2 separate regions of the Triticum aestivum genome follow, and region 2 is linked to region 1. A link is a contact called in public Hi-C data. All regions are on one chromosome and are shown on one strand. Each heading gives the region's core, a stretch centred on a gene start, on an enhancer-like site or on the middle of the called end of the contact. The rest is flanking DNA. Distances are from core to core; before and after follow the strand shown.

Evidence for each region. A called contact is a pair of places that touch in the nucleus more often than the background predicts.
Region 2: a contact with region 1 is called in a Hi-C map of leaf, with 6 times the contacts expected there. The contact joins the promoter of LOC123087163 here to the promoter of LOC123087162 in region 1. A contact is called at or near these places in 2 of 5 Hi-C or Micro-C datasets (both in leaf).

The regions. Positions count from the first base shown.
Region 1 is chr4A:583,011,260-583,016,178 of IWGSC CS RefSeq v2.1, reverse strand. LOC123087162 (phosphatidylinositol 4-phosphate 5-kinase 1) reads left to right here and starts at 2,794. Exons shown (of 10, transcript XM_044509079.1): 1 at 2,794-3,084; 2 at 3,736-3,826; 3 at 4,116-4,919. The coding sequence starts at 3,789.
Region 2 is chr4A:583,156,093-583,161,011 of IWGSC CS RefSeq v2.1, reverse strand. LOC123087163 (probable ethylene response sensor 1) reads right to left here and starts at 2,613. Exons shown (of 6, transcript XM_044509082.1): 1 at 2,593-2,613; 2 at 581-1,526; 3 at 1-271. The coding sequence starts at 1,486.

The sequences.
Region 1 (4,919 bases), core at 1,545-4,044:
ACAAATATGTGCATATTGCCACAACTCTGTAACACACGCCCACATTGTTCCTTTCCTGTTGGGTTAGAGCAACAATGATTAAGGGTCCCCGTGGACACAACTAGGGCGGTGTCCTTTGTTCTAGTATCTAAGTTATGTAAGGAGGGAGATAGCTTTTGTTACAACAACAACACCTTCGCTTCCCTACATCACTAAGACAGTAATATCCTTCATGTCTACATAGGCAGATGCTATGTGGTCGACTTCACATAGCACCACAAAGATAGGAACACAAACATACGAGGAGCATTATATATCTTATTGGAGTTCAACTGATGCACATACTAGGGTTTCTCCATATCCACGAGGCCTAGGGGTTTACTTAGACATGGAGAGAAGAAGCATCAGAAAGGTGTTCATGAAAACATCGGATGAATGATTAATTTAACACACATATGAATCCACATTAGGGTATTACAAAGGGATGAATGAAGATGTTGATGATAAGGTTGTGGATGACGATGAAGATCGATTTGATGACATGGTGGTGCCCTTCTGCCTCCCCCCCCCCCCCCCCCCCGCGCGCGAAGGTGAGGATTCATGGTTTGGAATGTGGTTCCGGTCTCTCTGTCCATCCTCTCAAGATCTGATCAGATGGGGTTGAAATAGTTGACGAGGGGAGGAGACGTCGTGTGGTACGACCGCTGGTACGAGCGCGTACAGTTGTACCAGACGTTGTCTTCTCCTCTGAAACGCTTGATGCGACTGATTTTCGAGAATTTCCTCCTTGCTACAAACCCTTACACTTCAGGGCCCAACAAATATCCATCTAATAGGCACATCATAATAGCCGATGATTTCATGAAGCAGAAGCCCGCTCGCTGGCCTTTTTGGTCTAAACAATCCGATCCGCCTCCCCCCCCCCCCCCCGCCCCTGCCCCTAGCTTGGTTGCCCTGGTGTCTCTGAAGAAATTGATGTCCCCGTCACGTCCCTACCTTTCTATGCCGCTGTGTCGTCGTTATAAGGGAATACATGAATTTCATGTGGTGTTGGATGAGAATTTACACGTATTTTCAATTGGATGTTTTTTGAAATTCATGAACATTTTAGAATATGATGAATTTTTTAATTTGATGAAAATTTTTAATTGAATAAAAATAAGTTGAATTGGATGAACAATTTTGAATATGATGATTTTTTTAAATTCATGAACAATTTAGAATATGATTAACACTTTTTAGTTTGATGATATTAAAACTTCTTAGTTTGATGATTCTTTTAATTTTATGAAAATAATTTGAATTGGATGGACATTTTGGAATATGATGATTTTTTTCAAATTCACGATCAATTTAGAATATGATGACATTTTCTTAATTTGATGTTTTTTAATTCAATAAAAATATTATGAATTCGATGAACATTTTTTAATATGATCACCTTTTAAAAAATTCATGAACAATTTAGAATATGATGAATTTTTCTAATTTTATGAAAATAAATTGGTTTAGACGACCATTTTTTCAAATTGATGAAAATATTTTGAATTTTATGAACATTATTTGAATTCGATGAACAAAAAATATTCATGGTTTAAAAAATGTTTGCGAAAATAGAAAAAGAACAAAGAAAAATAAAAATAAAAAGGAAAAATAAAAAAGGGAAAAACAAAAGGCCCAAAAGAAAACCAAAAATATTAGAAGAGAGAAGCCCGTGCTACTTGAGCCAGCCCAAATTCACATAGCAATGCCCAGGAGCAGTGGCGATTTCTACTCAACAGGCTTGAACAAGCTCAAGCCTGTCCTAAAAAATTGCCAAAAAAAATCACTACCAAGCGCACTAGTTAGGCCTAGCTTTTGCAATCACCTTGAGCTTGGCTTAAGGCATGGCTTTTGCAATCACCTTGTTCCATGGCGGGCCGAAGGCCGGCCCGACCCTTTTACCTGCAGGATAGTTCACCGTTTCTTATTTTTGACATAGCTTACGTCTCATGGCAGGCGGTCCACCCGCACGATAATAAGGCGTGAAGCGAACGCTCACTTGTAGCATGACGTTTGCTCAAAAAAAGGAAGAAAAAAACTTGTAGCATGGCGCACACGCGAACGACCAACGGACCCGTAGTAAGGCCCTGTTTGTTTTGGATTTTGGGACCAGATTCAGCTTCACAAGAATCTGAAACAAACAAATATTTAAAATCAGCTTCGCCAGTGAAGCTGAATCTGAATTTGGGTAATTTTTAACGTAATTTTCTGAAGCACCTTAAAATATACTTGGGTTTGCGAACCAGCTTTGCCACAGAAGCGAATCCACCACGGGTGATTAAAATCCAAGAGAATCTAGAACAAACGGGGCCTAAAAATATCCTGACACAAGCAGGGGAAAAAAAATCCGAATTCCAAACATAGGCGTCGGTCGGTCGAGGACGTGGACGTGGACGCGACGGGGATGAGGTCCGGATTCCCCGTCCCCATCGGGCACGCCGCCGTCCACAGGTCATCAATCAGGATAGACCCCGGCCATGCCGCGGCGCCCGAACGCGGGACACGCGCCAGCGCCCCCCGGTCCGCTCGCGCCCGAGCAGCGCGAAAAATATTGTCGCCGCCGAAAGGCCCATCAATTATCGATGGCGGAATACCATGCTCGTTCCCGGCCTACTAGTCGTAGTCCTATCGTTTCCCTCGAAAAAAAAAAAGTCGTAGTCCTATCGTTTCCCTCAAAAAAAAAAAGTCGTAGTCCTATCGCGTGGTCGATCGCGTCGCGGGGGCCAGGTGAGGTGAGGTGAGGGGGGAACAGGGGGATAAAAAATCTGGGCGGGGCGGGGTGGGGATTGGTCGGCGCCAGCTCCCCCGCGCACCCGCAACGTGGGCCCCACCCCTGTCTGTCCCCTTCTCCTTTCTGCCCCTGCCCCTCTGGTACCGGTACCCGTGCCTCTCCTCCCTTTCCCCCTGCCTTGGCTCCCTCCCTCCCTCCTCGCTCTGATCGTGATCTCCCTGGGCTGGGCTAGACGCGGATCGGAATCGGATGGGCGTGGCCTCCTCCGCGCGGTCTCCCCGGCCAGCGGCGTGCTGCGGATGAGCTCCTCCTCCTCCTTCCGGCGAGCTGAGGTACCTGCCTGCTCTGGTTCCCAGGCGCTCCCTGACTCGCTTGCGATTGGGGGAGCTTCGGGCTCGCGGCTCGGCGGGAGGGCGTGCATGCGTGCCCAGTTTCTAGCTTGAATTCAGCCGGTTCCGGGTTCCCCTGCTTTTATTTGGCGGGCTGCCAGTTGGACGATGATACACTCAGTGGTGACTCTACTTATTACTTTGCGGCGGCGTTTCTCAGTTTTGCCGCGAATTGGACTGGCTGCCTGGTTGCTGCAAAGGGGCCTTTTGTGATCTGAGGCTCCTTTCTCGTCCACAGATAACTGTAACTTTTTTATAGCCTTTCTTGCTTGTAGGTAGCATAACCGTTGTCAAACATGTTTGACGCTCTGCTTTACTATTTGTTTTACCGACGATTCGATGATAGATGCCCAAGTGATGTGACGTGTCTGCCGCGCGCCTATTAGAATGTTTGCGCCGGGGCACCAGTAGCAGTAGAATTCTCCTTCTGTGTTACTGCTGTATTGGTTTGACTATTACTAGAGTACTAGCTAGTAATACAATTCTTCTTCTGTGTTACTACTACTAGTACTGTATTTGTTTGACTAGTACACATGCTTCTCCCAACAAAGACAAAGCGCCCATTGCTTGACAGCTTCCTCTGCTTTGTTTCAGGCCATCTAGAGCGATATTTGTGTGGCTTCTCAGCTATTCCTGTGGACCTTGACATGGCCGGCGCAGAGACAAGCAACGGGAACGCCCAGAGGTGTGCTAACTCACATTTCTAATATTGGCCTGCCTTACTATTTTGGTACAAATAGCAAGTGTTTCTTCAGTGCTTTCCCTGAATACTGAAACCCGCATTAAAATGAGAGCCTGATTTGCAGCTGCACGATACACCATTAATTGAATTATTGTTACTAGATTTATTTATACAATTCATTTTCAGGAACTACTTGGTATAGAAATTTGAATACATGTAATGGATTGTTGCTTTTAGCCTGATTCTTTTCTTCTGATTTTTATTTTTGCGGCTATTCTTTTCTTCTGATTAGGGGGGATACCCTTCCAAATGGAGACGTCTATGTGGGCAACTTCGATGGGTTAGTGCCTCATGGAATGGGGAAGTATATGTGGACGGATGGGTCCCTTTATGACGGCGAGTGGGATAAAAGCAAAATGACGGGGAGAGGAATGATCCAGTGGCCTTCAGGCGCATCCTATGAAGGCGACTTCCGCGGAGGTTTCATCGACGGAACAGGCACTTTCAAGGGGGTCGACGGCTCGGTTTACAAAGGTTCCTGGAGGATGAACAAAAAGCAGGGAATGGGGACAATGGTTTACTCCAACTCTGACAGTTATGAAGGTTTGTGGAACGAGGGTTTACCGGATGGATATGGTAAATACACATGGGCTGCTGGCAACATCTACATTGGAAGCTGGAAATCAGGTAGCATGAACGGCCGAGGCGTAATGCAGTGGATAAATGGTGATACTCTTGACTGTAATTGGCTCAGTGGGCTGGCTCATGGCAAAGGCTACTGCAAATACGCATCAGGAGCATGTTACATTGGTACATGGGACAGGGGAGTCAAGGATGGCCATGGCATATTTTATCAACCAGGAAGTAAAATACCTTGTAACCTTGAAGTTTCTGAGTGTGCAACAGATAATGATGGTACAAGTGCTTCAAGTTCTAGTAATGAAAAGGTCAAAGTTGGACTGTTGTTTCTATTGCAAAACCTGTGCAACAAATGGGGGCTACGTAGGTTTTTTCATCGTCCCAGGCGCATTTCAAATGGCACAACACCAATTTTTGTTGATGATTCTGGAAATCACTTACCACAAGATCCACCCAA
Region 2 (4,919 bases), core at 1,364-3,863, 150 kb before region 1:
CTAGAAGATTGCTGCTTTTCAATACTGTTTCCACCATTAAACGCTGCTCAGGAGTGAGTTCAGTTTCCAAGAGCAAGGATGAAAGAGCTATGATTGCATTCATTGGTGTTCGCATTTCATGATTCATAACAGCTAGGAAATCATTCCGAGCACGGATGGCCATTTCAGCCTCTCGTCGAGCTAAATCCAGAGCAACATTTTGCTCCATCAGTAAATCACGTGCACGCATGGACTCTTCAAGAATAGCTGCATGAGAGAGTGCAACTGCTACCTGAAAAATAGGGAAAAAATCTGCTTCAATATCATTTCATGATAATGTATTCATGTTAGACCTCATCTATATCTTGGTATCTTTTGGTTTCAAGGAAACATAGATTTTTTAGAATGGTCTGATGTTATTTGCAGAAGCCCTTGAACAATTCATAGTTGTGAATAAATAAAACATTTCCCAGTTGAAGAGTCTATGGGTCGAAACATCACATGCATATGCATTTGACAACACCTTAAACACTATTCACCCCTACAAATATCTATAGAAAAAAGGCGGCATTGTGTTCGAGAAAAAAGAGGCGGCATTAACCTGATCGGCGACGACCTCAACAAGCTCCAACTCATGCACATGCCAGTTCCTTGCACTATCGGATGGAAGCATGAGAACCATAATAGCATAGCTTTTTGCGGAAAGCTCTGGCCAGTCATTTATTTGGAAGTTTGAAAGATTCAGGAGAGGTACTCGCACTGCAGCCACTTCTGGTGGAACATATCGTCCTGCAAGAGGCCGAATCCGTGCCAGAGGGGATGTGTGCGGTATTATAATTGCTCGATTGCTACTGAAAACTTGGTTGATAACAGGAAGATTAATTGATATAGATGACCCAACAGTGATTTGGTGGCGCAGAGTATGCGAAAGCTGGAGACTCGAGCCACTTCTTGACGGCATCCACAGGGCACACTCTTCCAGACCCAAGGTCCTTCCTAGCTCCACAATGGTAGTCTTCAAAATCGTATGTCTATCGAGTGTGCTTCTGATTTCATGAGTTAGCATCCTAACATGCCTCCCGGTCTCTTCCTGCGTCCTTATCAAGCCCATCTCCCAATCGAGCTCCTCAGCTTTATTCTTCAGAAACAGCTCCCTCGTTTTGACACTCAGCAAATCAGGGATGATGTGAACAAGCATCAAAGCTGTCGCGCAGGAAACGACGGCCGTCGAAACCTTGGCAACCGTCATGACCATGGCCACGGTCTTTGTGTGGGTGGTGAAAGTCCAGAGGTTTATGAGATGGGTTGCTCCACAGAGGACTATGAAGGCACCAAACTGGATGAGAACCCATCTGTATGGGAAGAAGGACGACTTCTTCACAAAGTAGATGAGCTCCAACGGGATGGAGAAGTAGGCGAGGGCTATGAAGAAGTCGGAGATGTACTGGTACTTGATGAGCAGCTCGTCAGTCGGCCACAGCGGCTCGATGCAGTCGCATCGTTCCATCGCCGAAGGTTCAGGACTGCATCAGTTGTCACAACATTCCCTACAGCAGAAGAAATGCAGAAATGAGTCACCATGCCCAATCCACTCATACACATTGTGGAACTGCAACAACACCACAGCAGGCTCATATCACTTTAAAATAACAGGAACTGTGTAATAATAACATAAATAATAAAAAATAGCACTGAATGTTCGTGAACACATATAGCATAGCAGTAGAGCGCTCAAACACACAACAAGAGGCAATCGCCCATCTGCAAGTGGTTAACAGCTCATGATCACGCCCGCCTTCCACTGGCATCCCTGAATTTTGAAGAAAGATTTTCTGAATTTCAGCACACCCGTCGCATTTCAGCACCGCGTGTCACCTCAAGCCACTTCCCCCTTTCCCCACTAGACATCAACACGCAGCACGGCACAGTACCCGCCCGAAGCCGGCAAGCGATCGGAGCCAAGAACGCTCAGCGACGGCGACGGGAAGCCACCGGCCCTGGCACCGATGGCTCCTCCCCCAAAAATCAACCCCTCCACCCCTTGACCACGGCAAGCCCCCGCGACTCGACCAAAGAAAAGAAAACCCAGATCTGCCCAGCTTGGCGGAGCGGGGAGGAGAGCAGGGGCGGGCGGTAGGGTACCTCGGTCGACGGCGGCTCGACGCCGGGAGCTGCCGGAAGGTTGGTTGCGGCGGAGGCAGGGCGAGGAGGAAGCGGCGCTGAAAAGGGAAGGAAGGGAGGGAGGGAGGGAGCCAGATGCGCGGACAGACGGACGGACGGACGGAGGGAGGGGCAGTGAAGTCGTCACCGTCTACCACCACGGACGGCACCCACCCCACCCCACACGGGTGCAAGAAAGCAGCAAAAAAAGAAAGGAAATGCGGAGTCCAACCGCGGCCGTTGCGCGCGCCCGTGCCGTGGTCTTTCTTTTCGCTCCCGCTTTTGTCCCCACGCTGCCGCCGCCACGGCCGAGCTGCCAGGCGTCGGCGGCCGCGGGACGCAGCAGGTCGGCAGCGAGCGAGATAGCTGGCGCGTCACGCGGTGGTGCTGCCGTGTTGGGACTATCACTTAACTATCGTGCGCGCGGGGCAGTGGCGCGGGGTGAGGGCGTACGGTGTACTACGGGCGCGGTCGCCGTTGCCGTTGCCGCCGGCGGGGAATGGCCGGATCGGAGCATGGAAGAAGCAACGCCTGGGAAACGGATTTCGGATACGAGGATATTTCCAGCGTGCATTATGTATTATCTAAGGGCATCTCCAATGGATAGTCGTTGGTAGACTTTGCCACATAGAATTTTTAATGATGTGGCATACAATAAATAAAGAAAGAGAGGAATGTTGTATGTACATGAACCAACATCTCTTGCACAAGCTCCAATTTAGAATGAGAGAACACCTTATTTATTATCTCATATTCTATTGGGCAACTAGATACAACCCATTAAAGTTGTTGTATGTTAAGGTGTTGATTCATGACATGACATATTTTATCAACAAGCTAGCATACAAACTATTGGAGATGCCCTAAGTGCGAGAAAAAACAAGTTTGGTTGCAAACGGTGTGGGCTGCTCACATCAACACGAATTTTAAAAGCGGCACATAGCCTGGCTCGCTTGAAACCTTTAGATTGGCAATTTCCAGCGAATCAGACTAAGTGCGGCGCAAAAAGGATGCAGCTCGCACGGGGAGAGCAACGCGAAATCAAATGAAGATGGCGGGAGATGGAAATCGGGTGCAGCGGTATGGCGCCAAATCTAGCCTCAACCCCACATTTACTCGGTCACCGCTAGCTCTAGGATAAGCTACTCCTCTGTTTTAGCACCGGCGACGGCGGCGACTCCGATGTGCGCAAGCGGCGGCGGCAGCGGTGAATGATGACCCATAAGTATAGGGGATCTATCGTAGTCCTTTTGATAAGTAAGAGTGTCGAACCCAGCAAGGAGTACGAGGAAATGATAAGCGGTTTTCAGCAAGGTATTCTCTATAAGCACTGAAATTATCGGTAACAGATAATTTTGTGATAAGGTAATTGGTAACGAGTAACAAGTAACAAGTGTAAATGTGCAGCAAAATGGCTCAATCCTTTTTTAAGCAAAGGATAAGCCTGGACAAACTCTTATATGAAGGAAAGCGCTCCCGAGGACACATAAGAATTATCGTCAAGCTAGTTTTTATCACGATCACATGATTCGCGTACGGTACTTTAATAATTTGATATATGGATGGACCGGTGCTTGGGTGTTGTCCTTACTTGGACAAGCATCCCATTTATGATTAACCCCATTGCAAGCATCCACAACTACAACAGAAGTATTAAGGTAAACCTAACCATAGCATGAAACATATGGATCCAAATCAGCCCCTTACGAAGCAACGCATAAACTATGGTTTAAGCTTCTGTCACTCTAGCAACCCATCATCTACTTATTACTTCCCAATGCCTCCCTCTAGGCCCAAACAATGGTGAAGTGTCATGTAGTCTACGTTCACATGACACCACTAGAGGGATGACAACATGCATCTCATCAAAATATCGAACGAATACCAAATTCACATGACTACTAATAATAAGACTTCTCCCATGTCCTCAGGAACAAACGTAACTACTCACAAAGCATATTCATGTTCATAATCAGAGGAGTATTAATATGCATAATGGATCTGAACATATGATCTTCCACCAAGTAAACCAACTAGCATCAACTACAAGGAGTAATCAACACTACTAGCAACCCACAGGTACCAATCTGAGGTTTGGATAGAAAGATTGGATACAAGAGATGAACTAGGATTTGAGATGAGATGGTGCTGGTGAAGATGTTGATGGAGATTGACTCCCTCCCGATGAGAGGATCGTTGGTGATGACGATGGTGATGATTTCCCCCTCCCGGAGGGAAGTTTCCCCGCCAAGGTTCCGCCTCGTGGTGACGAAGTCTTGTCCGGAAAGCTTGCTTATGATTTTTTCCTCGACGAAAGACTCCATATAGCAGAAGATGGGCATCGGAGGGCCACCAAGGGGCCCACGAGGCAGGGGGCGCCTAGGGGGGTAGGGCGCGCCCCCCACCCTCGTGGCTGGTGGATGGCCCCCCTCTAGTACTTCTTGCGCTCAGTATTTTTTATATTCTGGAAATAACTCCCGTGAAGTTTCAGGACTTTTGGAGCTGTGCAGAATAGGTCTCTAATATTTGCTCCTTTTCTAGCCCAGAATCCCAACTGCCGGCATTCTCCCTCTTTATGTAAACCTTATAAAATAAGAGAGAATAGGCATAAGTATTGTGACATAATGTGTAATAACAGCCCATAATGCAATAAATATCGATAAAAAAGCATGATGCAAAATGGACGTATCAGTGAACGCGGCAGCAGCACTCTCCGGCGGCAGGAGTTGCTTCTTCCCTTCCTCGTGGCCACCATCTGGTCATCCTCGACTCGGCCATGC